2 separate regions of the Rattus norvegicus genome follow, and region 1 is linked to region 2. Evidence: chromatin contacts called from public Hi-C data. All regions are on one chromosome and are shown on one strand. The core of a region is the stretch at or near the end of the contact, and the rest is flanking DNA. Distances in the headings are between cores, read along the strand shown.

Region 1 (6,687 bases), core at 3,552-6,051, 88 kb after region 2:
AGCTGTAGTAACCGGTAAACTGGCAGGAACACAGTAAGTGAAGACCGGTCTGAGCCTCGCCAGGCTAGCACTTCTCAGCTGCCACCCGCTTGTCATTTCGCAGGCTCAGAATCAGGGTGTGGAATGCAGGTGCCAGACCAACGAAGGTAGCTGCATCTGTGGCTTCAGGCTTAGTCAACACAACACAGTCCCAAATCAAATCCTAAAGCCAACGAATCCAGCAAATGAAACGCATGCCCCCATCCATAACTCTGCCCCAGGCCTAGCTCACCATGGACACGGACAGATACCCCGCCCCATGTTAGCCTCACCACTAACACTGACATTTGTCATTCAGGGTAACACCAGGTCATGAATAAAAAGATAAGAACCAATTTCTTAAGCATCCGTTAGTCTTATTATTGTGGCTGTTACTGTTGGTGGTGGTGTTGGGGACCAGACCCAGGGTGAGCCACATGGGACAGATTCTGTATCGCTGAGCTGCATCTGCAGCCCTCCACGGACCTTAACAGCATTGATACATCTGGTTCTGTTTCTTAGGAGCTTGTCACAGTTGACACTCTCTTTCGGACCATTAGCCTCCACTTTTTCACAGGATCTTTTCTTTATGGGAAAACATGCTCTAGAATTTGCCGCCCTAAAAATACAGCGCTTTTGGGGCTGGGGATTTAGCTCAGTGGTAGAGCGCTTACCTAGGAAGCGCAAGGCCCTGGGTTCGGTCCCCAGCTCCGAAAAAAAAGAACCAAAAAAAAAAAAAAAAAAAAAAATACAGCGCTTTCATGATTCTTATCTCCATTCAGTGACTTCCTCATTATTTTACTTTGTATCTTACCTGAGTTTCTACAAAGAGCTGTCTAAGCTGGGTGTGGTGGCGAACATCTTTAATCCTAGTAGTAAGGGGAAGGAGCATCTGTGTGTCAAGCTTGATTTATATAGTGAGTTCTAGAACAGCCATAGCTATGTAGAGAGATCCTGTCTTTAAAAAAAAAAAAAAAAAAAAAACCCTAAAAACCAAAAATCCCCACCCCTCCCAAAACCTAAAAAAATCTGAAAAACAAAACCAAAAAACACTCAAAACACCAAAATCCCCATACGAGCAAACAAACACCAACCTGCCTACAACAGGGTTTGGCAAAGTAAAACTAGTGATCCAAACCTAGCTAGCCATCTTTTCTTGTACACAAAGAAACAAACAAAAATAACTGGAAAAAATCTAGACGCTGAAGTTTGCCAAAGCTAGAGGAGGGGTGCTACTGGCACCTAGTGGGCACAAACCAGGGGTGCTGCTAACCTCCTTCAACACTCAGATCAAGGACAGGACCAAGCAGTCCCTGCAGTGTCAGAGCCGTGCTTGAAGGGACTGACGAGAAGCTCAGCGAGAGTCGTGTACTGACTGATAAACTCGGTGTGAGATGACTGCTGTGCCTGTGTCTGGGAGGACACACGTGGGGCTGGTAAGAGTGTCTCTTGTAGGGAGAAGAAAGTGGAGGGAGGTTTATTATGGTCTCTAGAGACTGCCTTTTCTAAGACTAAATGGAAAAAAAACAAAAAACAAAAAACAAAAAACATGCTCTGGACAGAAACCTGAAACAGGAGCTGCAAAACCGTGGAGGTGTCACTGCAAACTGAAACCCAGGCTCCTCCTTAAGTCCCAGTTTGTTCCTCTGTAGGACAGAGCCGGAGGGTGAAGCACCTACTTAGCACCCAGCGCCAGTGAAGATCAATGAAAAGATCCCAGGGAGACCTCTCCTGAGCCCCCAAGCTCCTCTGCGTTACCAGCAACTTTTCAGGTCCCGTCGTACTAAACTTATGACTAGAATCGACAAGCAAGACCTCTGCCACATCATCCCCTCCCTCGACCACACACCGCTCCTGTCGCTGGAGCTTAGGGAATCGTTCCCCTGGTGATGGCCTCGAAATCATGTATTTATGCTGCCCACCCAAGTATGGTGAATGGACAGCTCAGGAAAGGTCTCACTGTGCTTGAGTCACACGGACAGCAAATGGTCCATCGTCTCCTGTAGGCTGTGACTACGGTGGTGGCTAAGAAGGAAACCTCTATCTCATGCCACTCCAAAGGCACATGATGAGTACAGGAATCTGGGCTCTGTTACACACCAGCAGTGATCCTGTAACTGCCTGCCCGAGCAGAGAAAGGGCAGTCGGGACACTCAACAGTGCGGACACATCCTGCTTAATGGCCAGCTCCTTTGTCTAACAGCTGGGACTTGTGGTCACAGACTGAGAACCAACAAGTCTTCTACTCATGAAACTCAAATAACACCACCTTCTGTCCCTGTGCCTTTCAATGGCAAGGACAACTCACATGTGGAAGGTCTCTGGAACCGATCAGTGGTTGACATTGTCACGCACCCTAGTGTCAGCAACTCTGAGAACCACAGGGGCAGAATACAAGAGATCTCAGTCGCAGGACCCAAAAAGAGAACTGCAGGTGTCTTACGTGATGTACTTGTTGTAGAGGATAAAGGCATGTTCAATGTTGCCTTCTTCAGAGTAAATGGATGCCATGCGGATGATCTCAACACCGGAACGAAAGTAGCGACGGGGCGGAATGTCTTCATTTAACTCAACTGCACTACCGAGTTGCGACAGAATCCTCACCCGGTCTTGGGGTGGGAGGCTCACATCTGCATGGTCAGACATTGGACCGATGAGTTCTGAGACAGAAGAGAGAAAACAGGTAACATCAACGTCAAGGTCACAGCTTCCCAGTGGTCTAGCACAGGATGAGCGTATCACAAACTTCCCAAGAAGTTAGAAAGAGGCAGGCATGGTGTAGCACACCTTTAATCCTATTACTTGAGGATCACAGAGACAGGTTAGATCTCCGAGTTCCAGACCAGTCTAGATTACATAGCAAGTTTCAGGACAGCCAAGGCTACTTAGAAAGGCCCCGTCTCAAAACAAAAACAAAACGGACAAACAAAACATTAGTGAAAATAAAACACTACATACAATGGCTCTTATCAACAAATTATCCTTCCTGGCTTCAAGAACAACCAGATCTTGATTTGAGGACTGACAGGTTAAAAAAAACAAAAACAGGGACTGGGGATTTAGCTCAGTGGTAGAGCGCTTACCTAGGAAGCGCAAGGCCCTGGGTTCAGTCCCCAGCTCCGAAAAAAAGAACCAAAAAAAAAAAAAACCAAAAAACAACAAAAAAAAAAAAAAATCAAAAACAAACCCTCGTCCTGCAATTCGACCCTGCAAGGAATGCAGCTGTTAACAGCACTGTGGATGGCCCTGTGGCTCCCTCAGTTTCAGTAGGAAGCCCACCGTAGGGCTAAGAAATATCTTCTACTCATTTCTCTGTGCAGATACCCACTTCCATTTACCCAGTACCTGGCAGAGTGTGTTCACTGCACCCTCATGAAGACTGCCTGGTGAGGGGCTGGAGAGATGGCTCAGAGGTTAAGAGCACAGTCTGCTCTTCCAGAGGTCCTGAGTTCAATTCCCAGCAACCACATGGTGGCTCACAACCATCTATAATCAGGTCTGGTGCCCTCTTCTGACCTGCCAGGCAGAAAGCTGTATGATGTATACATAATAAATAAATAAATAAATGTTAAAAAAAAAAAGACTGCCTGGTGAATTCACACTGACCATTTCATCTCATAGAGAATAAATGGTGGTATTTACCAGGATATACTTCCTCAGATTTGAACATGAGGTTAATGGGAGGGGGTCCTTTCTAGGGCGAATATTACCAACTCTGCTCACTAAACCACCCTTCACTTCAGTCCATCACAGTCACCGTTTTCGGGGCTAGGTAGTTAGTACCTGGAAGCATCAAAGTATACTTGTCTCCACAAGCCAAGCAGGGCTTGCACGGCTGAGTGACAGTACCTCAGTTGGGGTGGGACTCTCTAGGAGTTCCTACTCATTGATGCCCAAACTCCAGGAATTTACAGTCTTCCTAGATGTTGCTTCTGGGCTCTGTGACACCATCATTGCACATAATCCGGGGTGAAATGGGGTTGTCCATGTGCACTGGATAACGGCACACCCTAGCCAGCCTGTTCTAGAATACACTCGTCTTAGGTTTCAGAGGTCTTGTTTTTTCCATCTTATTCCTTATTCCTCAGTCAGGATTCCCATCTGTCCCCCACCCCCTAACCCCCGGAACCGCAGATTACAGTGGTTCGTTTAGCTGTTGTTTTTCTGAGTTCTACTCACCTGTCCTCAGAGATTTTTTTCTCTAGGCCAATTCTGCTTAGCTTGCTTTAACTTTGGGGTGGCATTTTGTCCATGAAGTTTCCCCACTAAACTCCCTTTTCTAGTAAAAGTTGGGGGCTGCTAGGGGTGTGGGAGCATTGTGAGTATAAACCTGCCCGTGTCCCTAACCGCCGAACTGGGCACAGCCCAGAGTAGCTCATTGGAATGGGATGCCAGGCACCTCGAGAGAGAGGCACTTGTGGGTAAAGAAGGGACTATCCCCCAGAAGCCATCGAGTGGTTCGGGACAACATAGGGTTCAGCAACCCTGCCGAGCTTGTGCATCGGATCCAGCAGTAACTGCTGGCAGCGCCCATCTAGAAGGCACTCAGTTTTCTCGAAAATGCAAGGAGTGTTGAGAACAGGCCTGGCTGGTCAGGAGCCAGCCCTGAAGACAGGGCCATCCCGGAGCTCGCGCGCGGCCGGCCGGGGCCAGGGACATGGACCCCACACACACGGCCTCTCCCCGCGGGGTCCCACCGCGCCAGGATCCCCAGTCCCGCAGCATTCCCGGGACCCTTCCCACCTTTCCTGAAGGATGACAGTCGGAGCTTCCGGAAACGTCACCTCCGATGACACGCCCACTCTCGCCACTCCTTCAATTACGCTCCAAGGATTTAGGACTTGGTGTGGAGAAACGGTGGGTGGGGCTGGAATCTTCCACCAATGAGAGCGAGCGCTGCAGCAGTCGTTTAGGTAAAGAAAAACGAACCAGGAAGAAAAGGAAACCAAGTGAAAGAGGGAACTGCAGCACAAGCAGCACAAACCAGTATGTTTTTCCCCCCATTTATTTTTTTATTCACTTTACATCCTTATCGTTGAACTCCCCCACTCTTGCCAGTCCTCCCCCTCACCCGCATAATCCCTCCCACCCCTGGCTATACCGCCCTCCCTCCGTCCCCCGTGGCACGTCCAGTCTCTGCAGGGCTAGGCTCATCCTCTCCCACTGAGGCCAGAGAAGGCAGCCCAGTTGTGGGAACGGAATCCACAGACAGAGAACAGCTTTAGGGACAGCCCCCACTCCAGTCGTTGGGGGACCCACATGAAGAACGAGCTGCACATCTGCTACGTATGTGCGGCGGCCTAAGTCCAGCCCACTTATGCATTTTGGCTCTCAGAGAGCCTCCAAGGGTCGGGTTCCGAAGCTTGAGTTTTCTGTCAATGGCTCTGCCATCAGAATAATAGCAATTTAATATTTCAAGGGGGATAGCTATCTGTCTTGTCATTCACAGCCGAGCTGACATCACTGTTTCAAACAAAACATCACTGACTACCTAACTAAGCAGACACCCTCTGCCAGTCAGTCTTGTTTTTGCTTTTTAATCATACATTTTTTTCGTGTGTGTGTGTGTGTGTGTGTGTGTGCGTGCGCGCGCGCTCGCGTGCGTATGCGTGTGTGTGTGTGTGTGTGTGTGTGTGTGTGTGTGTGTGTTGATGCGGTCGGTGAGGCTGTGTGGAAGTGGGAGTGGGGAGCATGCCACAGAATGGTGATTGTCAGAGGACAACTTGTGGGACGGCTTCTGGGGACAGAACTCAGGTTATCAGCCCTGACAGTAAGTGCCTCTACCCTCTGACCCTTCTCACTAGCCCATGTTGGCTCTGCTTTAGCTCTCTTCATAGTCCTCAGTCCTGTAGGATTCTCCTAAAATACGGTTTCTCAGGAGAAGGGAGATTTTCTGACTTACTTAGCTCCGTCTCCATGACTTGTGGTCCCAAACTCAATACACATTCTTGGATGTGCACTGAGGGAAAGGTCGTCTGTCTCACTCACGGTCCCCAGGATGGCAGGGGTGGACTAATCAACTGTGAAAAGTGGAGATGACAGGCTGATCATTTTGTTCTTGGGGCCAGATCTTCTCTACGAGGCAATCAGAGCCAGGAGCAGAAGGCATTGAGATGGGGTGCACTCATGAAGATGGGGTGCACTCATGACTTTAGTAGGTGTCTATCATACTAAGTCTGCAGGAGTGCTTGAGGAACGTTGAGGAAGGAAACCTCAGTTCCTGCTCTGAAAGGCTACAGTTGTGAGATACAGAAGGAAACCCACCAGGCCGGGCTGTTCCCTGCACCACAGCACTGCACAAGCCTGTCTTAGACCCTGCTGAGGAGGTGAGCCAGTTTGAGGAGGAGCATGTTTGTGCAGTGCGTTCTAAAGAGAACTAGCTGGTCACAGCATTGACCTCTTTGCTGTGAGCTCACTGCGACTGAAAGAGACGAAAAGGTAGAAAGACAGCACCACTCGGGGGTGGGGGAGATGTCGAGTTTACTGGTTCAAACACAGGAAAAGCCACCAAGACTTAAAATTTGCCCCCAATTATTGCCTGTGCATTTTATACCCGATACTCATCTCCAGCTGTAGAACACACCTCAGTGAACTGGCTCCAATCTCCAAAGGCCAAACTTATTGCAACATCGGGACGGGCTTGTGGTTCTAAGTTCCATGTTGTCTGAA
Region 2 (6,588 bases), core at 4,007-6,506:
GAAGACAGCACAGTCCAAGTGTGGGGGTGCATGAGGGTTGAGGAGATGTGTATAATGGGATGGATGGCAGGTCAACATTGAAAGTCAGAGCCCAGACTACAGTCAAGATGTCTACCTATTGCTTACAGGTTCCTCATGAAGGTGTTTACCTGCAGGGAAAGGAGAGCTAATGTTACACTGCAGTCTCAGTGCTTCCCTCAGGGTATGTGACTCCAGTCCCATGACAGCAGGGAGTGGAAGCTGGGAACAGAGCCCCAGTGCCTCCTGTCCCTCACTTTCCAACACCTTACAGGAGGGGTCAGCTGGCCCACACATGCTAAGAGTCACCTAACTGACATTCTAATCCAGTGTACTTCAGAGCTGGGAATTTTACCTGTAATTTGCCTATGATCTCAGGGTTCTGGAGTATGAAATGCAATTTGAAGTACAAAGTAACAAGGCCTGACACAGAGACCAGGAAGACGAGAGCTCTGCACTGGGAACCAGGAGAAGCCAGGCTCTGCTCACCTGCCCCATGAGCTCTTCTTGTTTGGCGGCATTTTCAGAGAAATCCTCACTGATGTTCAACACCAGCACCGGCACATGCCGCAGAGCCTCGAAGTGGAGCCTGGAGAGCAAGAGAGCGACGCTGGGTAAAGTCACTCTCCTTCCTCACGACCCATTCAGTCTCGACTAAAGCAGCCTGCAAAGTGGAAGGCAGAAGCGGATCCCTAGTCTTCAGACTGCTACTGAGGTCGGCATTCAAACACGAGAGCAACCCAAGCCTGAGAGAGGTCAGGCAGACCCTACAAATGTCAATCAAAATGCACATTTTTCTAAACAACTCCAGTCCTGCATCCTGAGCCAATCATGACAAGCATTTGTCACAATCCAGAGAAAAGAAAGGAAGGGAGGAAAGGAGGGAGAGAGACTCCAACCGATGTCTCTTGGGACCAATGGGTTCTATTCCATATGCCATCTAACTGAGAGATGCTGGCCACATCTACCCGCATCCTTGCCGTCCCGCCCTGAGCTAAGGTTGTGCTCAGCATGGTCTGTCTGTTACATACTTACTTGGTAGTCTTGTTAATAAACCAGTCTTCATGTTGCCCATGTAGCTGTTTAAGATAGGCCAACTCAATCCCTTTCTCTTCTTCTCTGCCCCTCTGACACAGTCTTTCCATGCAAACCTAAAAGACAATGCCCCTGCTGTTACAGTTCAGTCTTACAGGGCCAAACAACCCACAAAGTATGTCCTTGTTGGTGCCACAGCTCGAGACTGCACCTGCTGCCTTGTTTTCCTGCTCAGAGCACTGGTACCATGCTGTCCACCTCTGCCTCAGACTGCTCTTCCTTGGAGTAGCCTCAGCTGGGTAATGGCAAACACCAGCCAGCCACACTGGAGCCTGAAACTACCCTTCTTTCTCTTCCTCCCAAGCCAGGAGATTCTAATTTCTCCAGCTGGCCCTGTCCTCTCACCTCTGCCTTGGTGCTCACTCATGCCTCTCACCTGGACACTTCAAGGGCCTGCTGCATGGAGAGAGCGCGGGCCTTAGAGTCGGCTATCATGTGCAGGGCAAGCAGTTTCGGGGGGCTGCCTCTTCTTCATCCTCCACCCACCTGCAAGTAGCTGAGACTGCTCTGAGGTAAGGCACGTTAACTAGGATTGCCAGGAGCCATTCTGCCCTTCCAGTTTGCCCCTCACTCCAGCCTTCTATGGTTCTTCTTTTTTTTTTTTTTCTTTTTTCTCAGAGCTGGGGACCGAACCCAGGGCCTTGCGCATGCTAGGCAAGCGCTCTACCACTGAGCTAAATCCCCAACCCCGCCTTCTATGGTTCTTGAGCCCCTGCTTAAAATACTTTGCTCCACAGGCTCTCATAACCAGACTTCAAGAAGTTATCAACTTGCCATCCTCCTGCCTCAGCTTTCCAGGTGGTGGATTATAGGATGCAGCACTGTGCCTGGCTAGTGAGTGCCACTCTACTTATACAGAGATAAGCAATTTGAAACATCTCTAGATCAAGCACTCACTCTGGAGTAGACTGAACATCTGCATAAGTCAAAGGTAACACAAAATGAAGTGAAACTCATTGACCCTAAGGCCTCTCTCCCCGCCCCTACAGAGCTCTCCTCTGCCTCTGAGAACCGTGATTCCTTCCCACAGCACATAAGGCCACGGAACTTGTCCTCAACTTCCTTAGTCCCTCCCCTGCTCACTGCTTCAGCCAGATTTGGCCTCCTTCCCGTGGGACAAGCCAGGCTCCTTCACACTTCAAAACCTCTGCTCCAAATGTTTGTTTTGCCTGAATTGCCCTTGTTTCTCTTTCTGCCTGGTCAAATACTTCCTTATTCAATGTCAACTGTCCTCAAAGTGTGGGTTGATTAACCCATTGACTTAGGACTCCCCCTTCCCAGCCCCTATGCCCCATCTTTCCCTTAAGGAAATGAAACGACACAATTTCTCTTTAGCACCTTTACTCCCCACTGCTTGTCGAGTTTTATCTTCTTTGACTTTATTTCTTGAGGTAGTTGTAGGTGTGCTCTGGGCTGACCTGGAGCTCTGCAGTGCATGTTTTCCCACAGACTCTGGACCTCGGATCCCCCGCCCCCTCCCAGCGCTGTGACTGGGCTTTCGGCAGCAGTTCATGCACACACGTGCTTTATGCCATCGTCTGAAAAGGAGACAGAATATTCCACGGCATACCCCACAGCATACCCCGCACTTACGCTTTGCTTCTCACTTAACCGTGGTTCACTGTTCTCACTTAGCATGGTTCACACCCATGAATCTAGCCCTGGGTGGCAGAAACCTGAGTATTTCTAGTGAGTTCTAAGCCAGCTAGGCTATGGAGTGATGAGATCTTGTCACAAAAAGGTGGCAACAAAGAAAACCCCCCAGTACAGTACTCTGTTTTACAGCAGAGAACACTCGGCCAGGCCTCTCTAATAAGCACTTGGGTCATCTCCAGTGTAACAGGGTAGCCTGTCCGTGTGCCAGCGTATCTATGGACTCAACTGTAAGCACCAGGATTAACAGGGCAAAAGGCGTGAGCTCTTCCTACTACAACTGCCTAACTGCCTCCCAGAGGTTAACCATGCTGCATTCCCACAAGTGAGCAGCTTCAGCTAAGTTACTTAATTTTTCCCCTGAGAGAAAAATATGTTTTGAATTGGAATAAATGAACATTTTAAAAATATAATACTTTCAAATACACACAAGGACAGAACAATTCTTGCAAAAGCTATTTATATGTATCCTCCATTGACTACAGACAACCACTGACACCTGCCTGCATCTATTAACATCAGTTAGCAGTTCCCTTTTCATTATTTGCTAAACTGAGCAAACTTTTCTTCCCTCTAAAGTCTAGGCAAGGTTCTATTTTGAATATTGGCATAATTCTTACTTTACTGACAGGATTATAATGAATTATTTTAAAATGATCCTGTGGGACAGTTTTATCCTGGCCCCACTTCATTCCGGTGCACATGGGAGCACACAGCAGACTGAAGGGAGGATGTGTGGGGAGAAGTGGCAGGAACCCTGTGGCCAAGCTTCCTGATCTGCTAGGCTGTGACTGTGGAAGGCTCTGCTTACTACACCCTCTAGCCTGGAGCTCAGGTGACACTTGTTCCCATGCAGCATCCCCCCCACCCCCAACATCCTGCCCACACTTCACTGTCCCAGACAGGGATGGGCATCCTGAGGCACATGGCCAGCCACTCTCTCTCTTCTTGATTCCAGCCATCTCTCCTCCAATTATTATTATTGTGATTGCCAGCTTCCTTGAATTTAAGGGGAGGATAGGTAGACAGGGCCTGGAGCCCATCCCACACTCTAAAGCCAGTGTCTGCAGGAGTCTAAAGAGCTGTGCTGGGCACTGGCTTGAATGTGTGTCCTGTTCATCCTCTGGCATTCTTGGGTTCCTTTATCTAACATCATCCAAACAGCATTTAAATCTCAAACTATTCCAAAAAGTCTCACTATGAGATGAAACACTTCAATTAGTCTCTCCAAAGGGACAAACGAGCCCTCAGTGACAATCACTATTACCACCACCACCCTGCCACTTCAGACAGGCCCCTCAAAGGACATTAAGAAGGAAGGTAAGGGAGACTTGCTTGCTTTATGGATCTCAGGGTTTGAGTCCAACCTCCATAACACAGAATCAAAAAGCCAACAGATCTATTTTACTCCCAGGAAGGACTCAGCTGGCTCCTCTGCTCCTCCCAGGGACTGTTGTCTGCCTGTGAAGTCACTAGCCTTACAATGTGCCTCTGTTCCTCCTGAGCAGGAAAGACCACTGAAAGCGTAGGTCTGTGTCTCCGCTGGCTAAATCAGTCCACAGAAGAGTCTTCTCAGCCCTTAAATCTTTTGAATATCTAGTTCAATTTTATTTGGACCTGAAACTTTATCTAGACAATCTTACTCCTTGCTGTGATCTAACTTCTACTTTATAATCTAGGAACTCCCCATACCACAAAGTCCTGATGGGGCTGGCAAGATAGCATCACATTCTAGCGAAGAAGGACCAGTGACTTAAGTTCCATCCCTGAAATCCATGGAAGGATGGAAAGACAGAAGTGGAGTTAGTTACTGCAAGAGGAAATGTCGTATTAGAAAAAAAATGTGGGATTGGAGAGAAGATGCCTCAGTGGCACTGACTGCTTTCAGGGGTCCTGAGTTCAATTCCCAGCAACCACATGATAGTTTACAACCATCGTAATGGAATCCAATTGTCCTCTTCCGGGATTACAGTGTACTTATATACATAAAATAAATAAATAAATCTAAAATGAAGAAAAAGGAAGGAAGGAAGGGAGGGAGGGAGGGAGGGAGGGAGAGAGAGAGAGAGAGAGAGAAAGAAGGAAAGAAAGAAATGCAGCCAGGTTGTGGTGGGGCACACCCTTAACCCTAGCACCTGGGAGGCAGAGGCAGGCAGAGTCTATGAGTCTGAATCTGAGTCCTATCTACATAGTGAGCTCCAGTACAGTCATAGCTACATTGTGAGACCATGTCTCAACAAACAAACAAACAAACAAACAAACAAACAAACAAACAAACACTTTTTAAAAAGGTAAAAAAGGCAAGAACACACAAGTCCAGTCCCAGCTGCACTTAGAAGCCCCTCTCCTGGCCGCGCCTTCCTTCTGGTCTTCACTATGGGGCCCAGGCAATGTGACATGACAGGATCTCTTTCACTTATTCTCCGACTCTGCTCAGTGTGCTCCCAGGCTCCCTTCTGTCCACAACCTCAGCCCCTGCCTGTGGACAGCTGGCTTGCTTTCTGCAACAATGGGTGTACTTGGCATCTGACCATACTTGCAAAGTGTCTCTCACAAGCTGACAGCAGTATCGCTGACTGGGAATGCTGCCCTCCACGTCTCTCCAGAGCTCTCCTTTACAGACAAAGACCCTCAGTGGAAACTCTTCTAGGGTCTAGTCAAGGTCACTGCCAGTCAGCAGAGCCAAGGGCCAGGGCTGTCTCCAGAGGGCTCCCGCCATGACATCATCCCATGGGCCATGCTGGTCCCAAGTTCAAGTTACAGAATCAGAGCCAGGGGGCATGTCTACCGTTTGCCTGCCCGAGGGACTTCTCAAGGACCAAACTGTGGGCAACAATTTAGGATGAAGAGAGGAAACATTCCTTCCTTCCCCATATCCTAGTCAGAAAACAAAAGGTACCACTGAAGCCTCAGATGACCCAACACAGGAAGGGAACAGTACATATGGCAGTGGCCACAGATCTGCGTGTTCCCAACCTGCAGACCTGGAGCTGTAAAAACAATGCAGTTTGTTCTAGCCTGTTTCTTCACCAACACGGTTACTTCTACACAGGCAACTGTTTGAGCACACCGCTACAACTATAGCTGCGAAGGCCCCTGGGAGATGGGTTCAGTACCGGAATATTGGTATATATCTACACTCTCTGTGCTGGGTAAGGTCTGGAAACTAACTTCTCCAACCAAGAAACCACAAGTTGTATTTCTTTAGGTTTTTAAACAAAACAAAACAAATCCCCAAACAGTATAGACACTAAGTGTGATTACTTTTTTTCTTTTCTGAGAGGGTTTCTCTGGGTAGCGCTGGCTGTCCTGGAACTCAATCCGCAGACCAGGCTGGCCCCTAACTCACCAAGATCCACCTTCCTCACGCTGGGATTGAGGGGTATAACACCATCACCTCTCAGCTTTCAGTTTCACCAAGTGAAACCTAAGGTTTTCAGGCTCAGAGTTACCTGGGGAGAAGCCTGGAGGTAGATGAAGCCATGTAACAAAAGCCGGTCTTCAAACTCCTGCAGGAGGAAGGAGTGCCAGTCCTGATAGATGTGCCATTCGACGTCACTGAGGGAGCCATTTTCAAACAGATTCTTCGCAAAGATATACCTGGATGGAATTATTGAGTGAGGGGTTGGGGTGGAGGAAGAAAGGGAAGTGGAAAGGAAGTCAGGAGTGGGAAAGAAGTAGGAACATCAGTAACTGGCTTGTTTCAAGCTTAAAACCTCTTAACTATCCTAGTTCCTATCAGCCCTTAACAATCTGATTTAAAAAATATCGTCCCTCCCCCCAAAAAAACCCCTATTTCTTTTGCCCCCTTACCCCTTGCTA

What was found. A called contact is a pair of places that touch in the nucleus more often than the background predicts.
Region 1: a Hi-C map of Schwann cells shows a contact between it and region 2, with 2.7 times the contacts expected there. The contact joins the promoter of Stambp here to the enhancer-like site in region 2. A contact is called at or near these places in 2 of 12 Hi-C or Micro-C datasets (the A7r5 cell line and Schwann cells).

The regions. Positions count from the first base shown.
Region 1 is chr4:117,633,419-117,640,105 of GRCr8, forward strand. It overlaps Stambp (Stam binding protein), which reads right to left and starts at 4,802. Exons shown (of 11, transcript NM_138531.2): 1 at 4,762-4,802; 2 at 3,364-3,534; 3 at 2,462-2,678. The coding sequence starts at 2,664.
Region 2 is chr4:117,545,390-117,551,977 of GRCr8, forward strand. It overlaps Dguok (deoxyguanosine kinase), which reads right to left. Exons shown (of 7, transcript NM_001106602.1): 4 at 6,219-6,366; 5 at 1,054-1,169; 6 at 508-607. Among named protein-coding and RNA genes, the nearest start is that of Tet3, 23 kb to the left of the region's middle. Within about 2 kb of position 5,257, at least 8 of the 93 cell types and tissues checked have an H3K27ac peak or open chromatin away from gene starts, as enhancers often do. A contact at or near this core is called in Schwann cells, where this site is marked.